2 separate regions of the Mus musculus genome follow, and region 2 is linked to region 1. Evidence: chromatin contacts called from public HiChIP or PLAC-seq data. All regions are on one chromosome and are shown on one strand. Each heading gives the region's core, a stretch centred on a gene start, on an enhancer-like site or on the middle of the called end of the contact. The rest is flanking DNA. Distances are from core to core; before and after follow the strand shown.

The links. HiChIP or PLAC-seq counts read pairs in DNA pulled down with a chosen protein or histone mark.
Region 2: a contact with region 1 is called in an H3K27ac HiChIP or PLAC-seq map of embryonic stem cells, with 3 times the contacts expected there. The contact joins two enhancer-like sites. A contact is called at or near these places in 2 of 115 datasets of contacts at active chromatin or transcription factors (acute myeloid leukemia and embryonic stem cells).

The regions. Positions count from the first base shown.
Region 1 is chr2:157,567,414-157,571,892 of GRCm38.p6, reverse strand. No RefSeq gene overlaps it. Among named protein-coding and RNA genes, the nearest start is that of Blcap, 3.3 kb to the right of the region's middle. Within about 2 kb of position 2,217, at least 5 of the 459 cell types and tissues checked have an H3K27ac peak or open chromatin away from gene starts, as enhancers often do. A contact at or near this core is called in embryonic stem cells, where this site is marked.
Region 2 is chr2:157,965,869-157,970,156 of GRCm38.p6, reverse strand. No RefSeq gene overlaps it. Among named protein-coding and RNA genes, the nearest start is that of Gm34402, 25 kb to the left of the region's middle. Within about 2 kb of position 2,141, at least 4 of the 459 cell types and tissues checked have an H3K27ac peak or open chromatin away from gene starts, as enhancers often do. A contact at or near this core is called in embryonic stem cells, where this site is marked.

The DNA of each region.
Region 1 (4,479 bases), core at 968-3,467:
GGCCTAGATTAAAATCTAGCCACCACCTGTGTCTAGGCATCCTCAGCCAATGCTCTCCACCGTTTCATCTTGTGTAAAATACATACAAATAAGTCTACATGTTACAAAATCGCACTGAAAGTTAACTTTGGCATTTGAGGTTTTAAAAAATCCGGCAGTTCTGCACCATACCGCTAGGTGTCACCACAGACTTGGCTAAAATACTTCCTTCTTGCTTTCCCAAGTGAGAGAGTCCTAAAAACTGAGTCCTAAAGCAGAGGGCAGCCCTGGGAAGGGCTACTCCATTTGAATATATGTCTCTAAAGGTCACTTGAGGACAAGACCTAATCTGCACACTCAAAAGTTATCTGGTAAATTCATGGGGCCAGGCTTTGGGGGAGTCCCACACCCCACCCCCACTGCACTTTGATTGGTGCTTAAAGTGCTACTTGTAGGAGACCAACGGGTCAGCACTTGCTGACTCTGGTGACTTGAATAATAACCCCTATAGGTTCATAGGGAATGGCACTATTAGGGGGAGTGACCTTACTGGAGGAGGTGTGGCTTTAGGAAGTATGTCACTAGGCAACGAGTGGGCTTTGAGGTCTCTGAAGCTCAAGCCAAGGTTCAGTGGCTCACTGTCTCTCCTGCTGCCTGTGGATCAGGATGAAGAACTTTCAGCCCCTTCTCCAGCACCTTTGTCTGCCTGCACACCACCATGCTTCCTGCCATGACAATAATGGACTAAACTTCTGAAACTGTAAGTCACCCCCAGTTAAATGTTTTCCTTTGTAACAGTTGCTATAGTCACAGTGTCCCTTCACAGCAACTGAAGGCTGATGGGGAGGACTTTGACAGGTCACTACAGAGGAGGGGACACCACCTCCAGAGGAGAGTAACAGGGTCTTCTGGCTGCAGTATGAAGGACACCTGTGATCTCTGTTGCTGTGATTAAAAAAAAAAAAAAAACAAACAAACAAACAGTAACAAAAACCTGACAGAGAGCAGCTTAGAGAGAGCCAGGTTACAGAGTGTCATAACTGGGGATGGGGTGGGAGAGAAGGTCAAGGTGCCAGGAGCTGGAAGCAGCTGGCCACACCAAGTCCACAGTCATAGGCAGGGAGAAATGAATGCATACAGGCTTGGGTGCTCACTGACCTTTCTCTGCCTATACAGTCCAGGTTCCAAAGCCAGGGAATGGTGCCACCAACTTCCAGACCAGGTCTTCCCATATTAATTAAAGCAATCAAGAGCATCTTCCACAGACATGCCTATGGGCCAACCTGCTTTAAGTAAGTCCCTCACTGAGACTTTTTCCAGGTGATTCTTGGCTACGTTGGCAAAACTAGCCATCACAAGGACTGTTTGGGGTTTCACAGGAGTCAAAACAGAGAGGCCAGTACAGGCCTGAGGGAGGGAGGGAGGGAGGGAGGGAGGGAGGGAGGGAGGGAGGGAGGGAGGGTGGGTGGTGATCAGGACCAAACTTTGGCAGTGAAGACAAAAAGGTCTAAAGGAGACAGGGATCCCCAAGGAAAAGACTAGTTTCAGAGGGGGTGCCGAGTTGAGGAAAGCAGGTGTCCTGGTTGGCTGCCAGGTGGACGGGGAGAATTTCGGAGGCCTTGGCAGGAAGTCAAGGTTGGCTTAGCCCAATTTTAGGGCAGAAAGGGTTTCTGGGTCATTCCAAATCCCAGGATCCAAATGGAGCAAGCCTGAGGGTGGAAGCAACCAGAGAAACCAAGCGGAGGTGAGAAGCCATGCCTGCCTCCAGCTCTGCAGTTCCCATAAGAAAGTTGGCCACTGGGGCTTTGGCAATGCCCACACCGCCACAGAAGTACTAGGAACACTTTCTGACCCTTGTTTTGGGATCTGTATAAGTACAGAGCTTTTCTATACCCACCCTTGTTTTGAATACTGACATGTATACCTTATATTTACTAATAAGCTTCAGACACTATAGCCGGGCAGGTTCTGAGCTATTCCAACCCGACAAAGCTGGCCTTAGACTACTTCTCAGACTGCTTTCCAGCCACATGGCCTGATACCTGCCCTTGCCTTGACAACACCTCCTTCTTCTTCGGCTTCCCAGTGACGGCCACTCCCTGGTTCCCCACCTGAGACTGGCTCCCTCTCTCTGAGCACAGAGGTACCACCTTTTCCTTTCCTGCCCAGCTGTAAGCTGCTCAGCCCTTTATTTTAAACAATCAGAAGATTCTGGGATACAATGTTTTACAACATACTGAGTCTCAATTCCTATTTCATAATAATGACAACACCAAAGTCCAGATTGCAACCAGATCTCTGGATTCAGAAATCAGTGTCTGAATACACAATGACCGAAAACATTCCCCAGCAGGGTCTTTTAAAATATGCTTTTCCTTTTTTTTTTTTTTTTTTTTTAATTTTTTATAGGACCATCGAATGTTTCCCTTGAGACCTGAGCCAAGTCTTTGCTTGGTCCCTTCCCCTCCAGACCCCCTGAACCCACTAATTTGATTGCTATCACCTCTGTTCAGTATCATCAACTCTTGAGCTAGACAATGGGATCCTGCTTTTTGCACTGGTGTGGGTCCAGCTCTTTCTAACCCGCATCCTGTATATGTCAGATTAATCTGTAGTGCTTTAGTGGTTTGTTACATTTATGCATAAAATATGTGTGTCAGAGGGGATTGGTTCTAAGGCCCAAATATGAGGATGCTGCTCAAGTCCCTCATACTATGGTGCAGCATCCACAGGCTCCCCACACACCTCCTCTACACTCCAGCTCTAGAAAACTGAGCTAAAACTGGTTTGGGACCACCCCAGGACCAGGGTACATAATTTACATATCAAAACAGACCTGGCCTCCAGGTTCTCCCAGCATCCCTCAGTCCCCTCCTGGCCCCCAACCCTGAACTTTCCAGCCCAGGGGCTGGGCTGCTCTTCCCTCAGTGGCTCCTCCCTATAGAAATCCAGACATTTTGCTCCCTCGAGCTCTCTCTTTCCCTCCGTCCCTTTCTCCTTCCCTTCTGTCTCCCACTCCCCATGGGGACTTTTCCGGCCTCGTTCCTTAGGGCCAGTGAATTCACCAGAGAGCAGCTTCCCAATAAACCTGCCTTCAAAATATTCTAATCTGGCTTGAATTGGCTCATTTCACTGGCGGCAGAGAAATAACCTATCAAAATCCTGTAAGTGCGATAACAGCTCTTCTGTTTTCAGGCAGTAATTTGAGTTGCCCCCATTCAGTGCTCAGACCGCTATTCATTTAACAAGAGCTCCCTGGCCCTCTGTTTTCTTCTGTTGTTAGATGACAGAAAACCAGGTACAGGTAAAGGACTCATAAGCAATTAAACATGAGGGTCACAGCCCAACCCGCTGTGGTCTCAACCCATCCCCGCTCAGGTGTGACACCTGGAACTGGGATCATCTTGTGCCCATGAACTGAAGGATAACAGAGTGTTGGAAGAAACCCAGGTCCTCTGAGACACCAAGCCATTCCATGTATCCGCCACTCATTTCCTTTTTTTTTTTTTTTTTGTTTTTGTTTTTTGTTGTTGTTTGTTGTTGTTTTTTGAGACAGGGTTTCTCTGTGTAGCTCTGGCTGTTCTGGAACACACTTTGTAGACTAGGCTGGCCTCAAACTCAGAAATCTGCCTGCCTCTGCCTCCTGAGTGCTGAGATTAAAGGTGTGCACCACCACGCCCGGCCACTCATTTCCTTTTTTTTTTTTTTTTTAAGATTTATTTTTTATTATTATATCTAAGTACACTGTAGCTGTCTTCAGATGCACCAGAAGAGGGCATCAGATCTCATTACAGATGGTTGTGAGCCACCATGTGGTTGCTGGGATTTGAACTCAGAACCTTCGGAAGAGCAGTCGGTGCTTTTAACCACTGAGCCATCTCGCCAGCCCCTCCTTTTTAAGGCAGTAATTTACTGTTAAGAAAGAAAGAAAGAAAGAAAGAAAGAAAGAAAGAAAGAAAGAAAGAAAGAAAGAGAGAGAGAGGCAACATGAAGAACAGGCTACAGAGCCATCTCATTCCCGAATCCAAGGTGTCCAAAGTCTCCCACGTGAGTCAGCACCAGCCAGCTCCACTCCACGGAACCCCTGCTTCATGGACCAGCCTGTGGCAGTAGGGACAAGAGAGTCTGCTGCACCCCGCTTCTGCAGTTCCTTTCCCAGCTCCTCCCTAGATCACCATTGGCCTCCTTCCTTCCTGCCTTGGATCCCCTTGGCTTCTAGACACTACCAAGACCCGTGTGCTGAGGGAGGCCCACCAGCCCTTATACAGGTCCACTCTCTCCATCCACGGTGTGCCCAGGCATTTCCGCTACTGAGTTCTCTGTCCCACTTCTGATTGTCCCCTAGCAGCCTGTCTTCGGGCCTTTCCACCCTGGCCAAGGGCTCTTCACCTCTTCTTCATCCCTACAGCCACAGCTTAGGAGTCAATGCCTGTGCCTCAGTATGTGCTTCCCGCACCCAGTTTGATATGATCTCTTCTAGCTCCCTTAGTCACTACCTGT
Region 2 (4,288 bases), core at 892-3,391, 400 kb before region 1:
ACAATCTTTTATTTATTCTTTGCTAATTCCATACATGTAAATTGTATCTTAATCGCCAGGCAGTGGTGGCACATGCCTTTAATCCCAGCATTTGGGAGGCAGAGGCAGGCGGATTTCTGAGTTCGAGGCCAGCCTGGTCTACAGAGTGAGTTCCAGGACAGCCGGGGCTATTCAGAAAAACCCTGTCTCGGAAAAAAAAATTGTATCTTAATCATATCCACCCCCAGTTCTGCTTTCCCTTTCTGTCCCCCCCCCACACCCCATATCCTCCCCACCATGTCCCCTTTCCACCTCTGTGTGTGCTGTATGTGCATTTGACCATGCATGGATATGTGTGTGCACGCAAGTGTGTGTGAGGGTGTAAGCATGCCTACAAGCGCCGGGCATGGTGGCACACGCCTTTAATCCCAGCACTCGGGAGGCAGAGGCAGGCGGATTTCTGAGTTTGAGGCCAGCCTGGTCTACAGAGTGAGTTTCAGGACAGCCAGGGCTACACAGAGAAACCCTGTCTCAAACAAACAAACAAACAAACAAACAAACAAAAAACAAAGCATGCATACAAGTATGTGTATGTGTGTGAGGTCATGTGTCCACACGTGTATGCATACATGTGTATATGCTGTGTGTGAGGGGGTGCCTGTGTGCATTCAATTGTGTGTATGTGTGTGTGAGAGCATGCATATGTACATGTGATAACATGCCTGCTTGCATGCATGCAGTACAGATGCCCCATTTAAGGCTGAGCTTTCGACTGTGGCTTATTGTTTGCACTCTGGTTAGTTATAAGTCTCCAGCATTGCAACCTTGACAAATCAGCTTTCTCTTCAGTAGAATGATCAGTGGCTTTTCCCAGCAGAACTCAATAACTTGATTTTTTTTTCCTATATAGCCTGGACCTCACTATGTAGACCAGACTAGACTCCGACTCAGAGATCGGCCTGCCTTTGCCTCCCAAGGGTTGGAATTAAAGGTGTACAGCACCCCACACAGCCTCAAGGGCTTGATATAATGCATGCAAAGTCTGAGGCCAGTGGCATTCGGGGACAGCTTAAGGTCCGTGGGAGCTGGAGGGTACATGAGACCCAGGAAGGGAGCCCTCACCTGATGGTGCTCAGCTTTCAGGAGGCAGCTTCCTGGACAAGGCTCAGCATGCAGAGGCAGCATAAAACAGTTGGGAAATGGGGCAGGCAAGATGACTCTGTGGACAAAGGCACTTGCACCAAGCCTGACAACCCGAGTTCAATCGCTAGGACCCATATGGTGGAAGGAGAGAACCAACTCCCTCAAAGTGCCATCTAACCTCACCATGTGTGCCCTGGCATGCAAATGAGAAAGGGGGGATATAAATAGATTAATGTAATAACTTCTTTTCAAAAAATGGACAATTAGCCAGCTGGTGGTGGGGCACACCTTTAATCCCAGCACTAGGGAGGCAGAGGCAGGTGGATCTCTATGAGTTCAAGGCTAGCCTGGTCTACAAAGAGAGTTCTAGAACAGCCAGGGATATTCAGAGAAACCCTGTCTTGAAACTAACAAACAAACAAGACAACAAGGGAAGATTGCCCCTTGAAGTCCCTCGCCAGTTATGAGATAGGATCACAGCACAATTCGTTTTTGCTGTGGAGTCTGCCTATATGAAGACAGTATTCTTTTGATATAAAGACAAATGTTAAGATAGCAATGAACCTCAGGCTTGCCCATCAGGCAGAAGAACGCTATGACTGTGAAGCCAGCCTGGTTTACATAGTAAGTCCCAGGACAGTCAGGACTAAAAAAAAAAAAAAAAAAAAAAAGGCTTAAGCATATACTACCAAGCATGGCCTCTCTTCTTTCAGGCAGTCCTGGCCTCACGGTGTCCTCTGATGAGCTAAGATTCTGTACGTCTTCACATCCCTCTGAGGCAGAAGGCTGGGGAAAGTGGAGATCAGCCTAGGTGTTTTCCACCTGTAGCACCTGCTTTGCTGAATCCTGAAAAGTCTCAGCAAGAGGGGCTTGAGCTTTGAGATTGCACTGCAGTGTGGGAGGCCAGACTTCCCGAGAAACGTTTTCACTTACTAATGGGTTTAATGAGTACAGAACTTCCTGTTTTAAACAAACAAGTCATTAGCATTGACTATAGACTTGGAAATGGATCCTAATGAATTGCTAATTAGCCTCCTCCTCTTCCCTGGCTCCTGAGCTAGTAGAGTCTGTCTCTGGCCACTAGAGCCTATATTCAGCTAGACCTGGGTCTGTTTACACACATATTCTTTCATTCACCCGGTCAATATACATTTGTTGAACACCTACTATGTGTTACTGAACGTGACAACCAAGATCCCTTCCTCACAGCACTATGGGAAAAGACTAATCCACTAGCCACAGAGAGATGGCACACTGTAGGACAGAGATGGAGCAATATGCATTGGGAAGACTTGGTCTTGTCCTGGGGTCTTGATGGCTGGGGGCATCCCTCAGGAGCCTAACAAGGAATAATCAAGCCAATAGCTAAAGATTGTGTAGATGACTCGATGCAGTGGGGGAGGGGAATGTCCCAGTGGGGGAGGCTACAAATAGTCTGTGTAAAGTCCTTGCAGTAAGAAGGGACAGGGTGACCCCTGCCCGACACCACAGGGAAGACGCCCAGAGACCCCAGGAGCCACTAAGATGAACAAGTCACCAGTGAAGAGATGGAAGAGAAAGAGAAGCAGACTGATGTGTGCAGGAGGAGGGGTGGAGGCGGAGCCTCAAGGGCGGTGAGGAGCAGCCTGATGTGAGAAGTCAGTAGAACCTCCTGAGGCCATGGTGAGGTCCTGGCCCATGCCACAGCCCAGGGCCATTTCTGCGTCTGTGACTCTGCAGCAGTGTGCATCTGTGTTGATGACTGTGGCCCATGCAGATGTCCCTGGTCTGGGCTGCTGACTGGGGCCATGTTGATGTCTGTAGTCTGTGTAGAGCCTGCCCCATCCCTTGCCTGGACAATGTGAGAAAGCTGTCCCTGGTGGTGTGGGGGCTGGAGAGCTGGCCCTGGTGGTGTGAGCCTGGGAGAGCTGTCAGGCTGACCAACTCAGCTACCACCCAGGCCCAGATCCAAGGCTTTGAGTTGGCCCAGCCCAGCACCGACCCCATCTGTGAACTGCTAAAGCATGAGAAGGAGCTGTTACTCCAAAACCAAAGCTGAAGGATCTCCATGACACCAGCAACAACAGGGTATCCTAGAGTGGTCCCCGGGAGGATGCAGTGCTGATAGCGCAGCAGAAGCCAGAGGCCTCACACCAGACCAATGACTCACTGCCATGAACATTTATTTGCAAGAAAGACTGGGCAAAAGGGTATAATGTGAGACACATCGTGACACACCACAGTTTCCATGGCGAGATCTTTGGTTTAGTTTGGATTTTTGTTTGCTTTGGGTGGGAGGTTGCAAGGGTAGATAGGGAGAAACGGGGAGATGATGACGTGAAATTCACATAGAATCAATTAAAAAAAAAAAGGAGGGAACAGGTTGAGTCTGAAAATGTACATGAGTGTGTGTGTGTGTATAAAAACTGTGTAGCTGTGTCAAGGATATTGATCTTCACCCTTTGAGACACACACCACAAGGTGCCTACTCACAGCCCTCAGGCCTTATTCCTTCAGGTAAGTGTACCAGCCACTTTCCAATGCCTCCTGTTTAGTTTCTTTGCCTGAGGACATCCTGCAGTGGGGGAGGCCTTCCATCTGCAGCATCAACAGGCCAGAATGCTTAATGAATTAAGCAAGAATTGAGAACAGATCAACAAAGTACACTCATATCTCTAAGCTCTATCCCCCACCTCCTTGTGCAAAAATAGCTTTAGGTTTCAACTTCTGAACAGCTCCCCAGGGTTCCTGGAAGGACTGAACCCCGTTTGTGCACTGTGGTTAAATGATTTGCCTACTGCCTATTTTCTGGGTTACTCCCTGCTAAGGAAGCTGCTTGCTCCCTGCCTGGGACACTCCTCCAATCTCTTGTCCCCATTCTGCTTCAGGAGGAACCCACACTGAGACGCCCCTGATATAAGACACACACATGCCTCTGACCTCCCGCTCTCATCAGCCTTGCCTGATGAGATGAGACACTGCCATCTCCTTTTGCTCTCTCATGTAGGGTGGGGACTGAGTATTTTATCTTATTGATTTGAACTTAAATTGATTTTCATGGGATATAGCAACATTTTGGACACATAGCTTTGAGATACTCGCTACCCCTTGAGGCTGCAAAGTTCCACAGAGCTCAAGCTTGATGAACTCTGGGAAAGGTGGTGGACCCAGGTCTCTGTGCTCCACC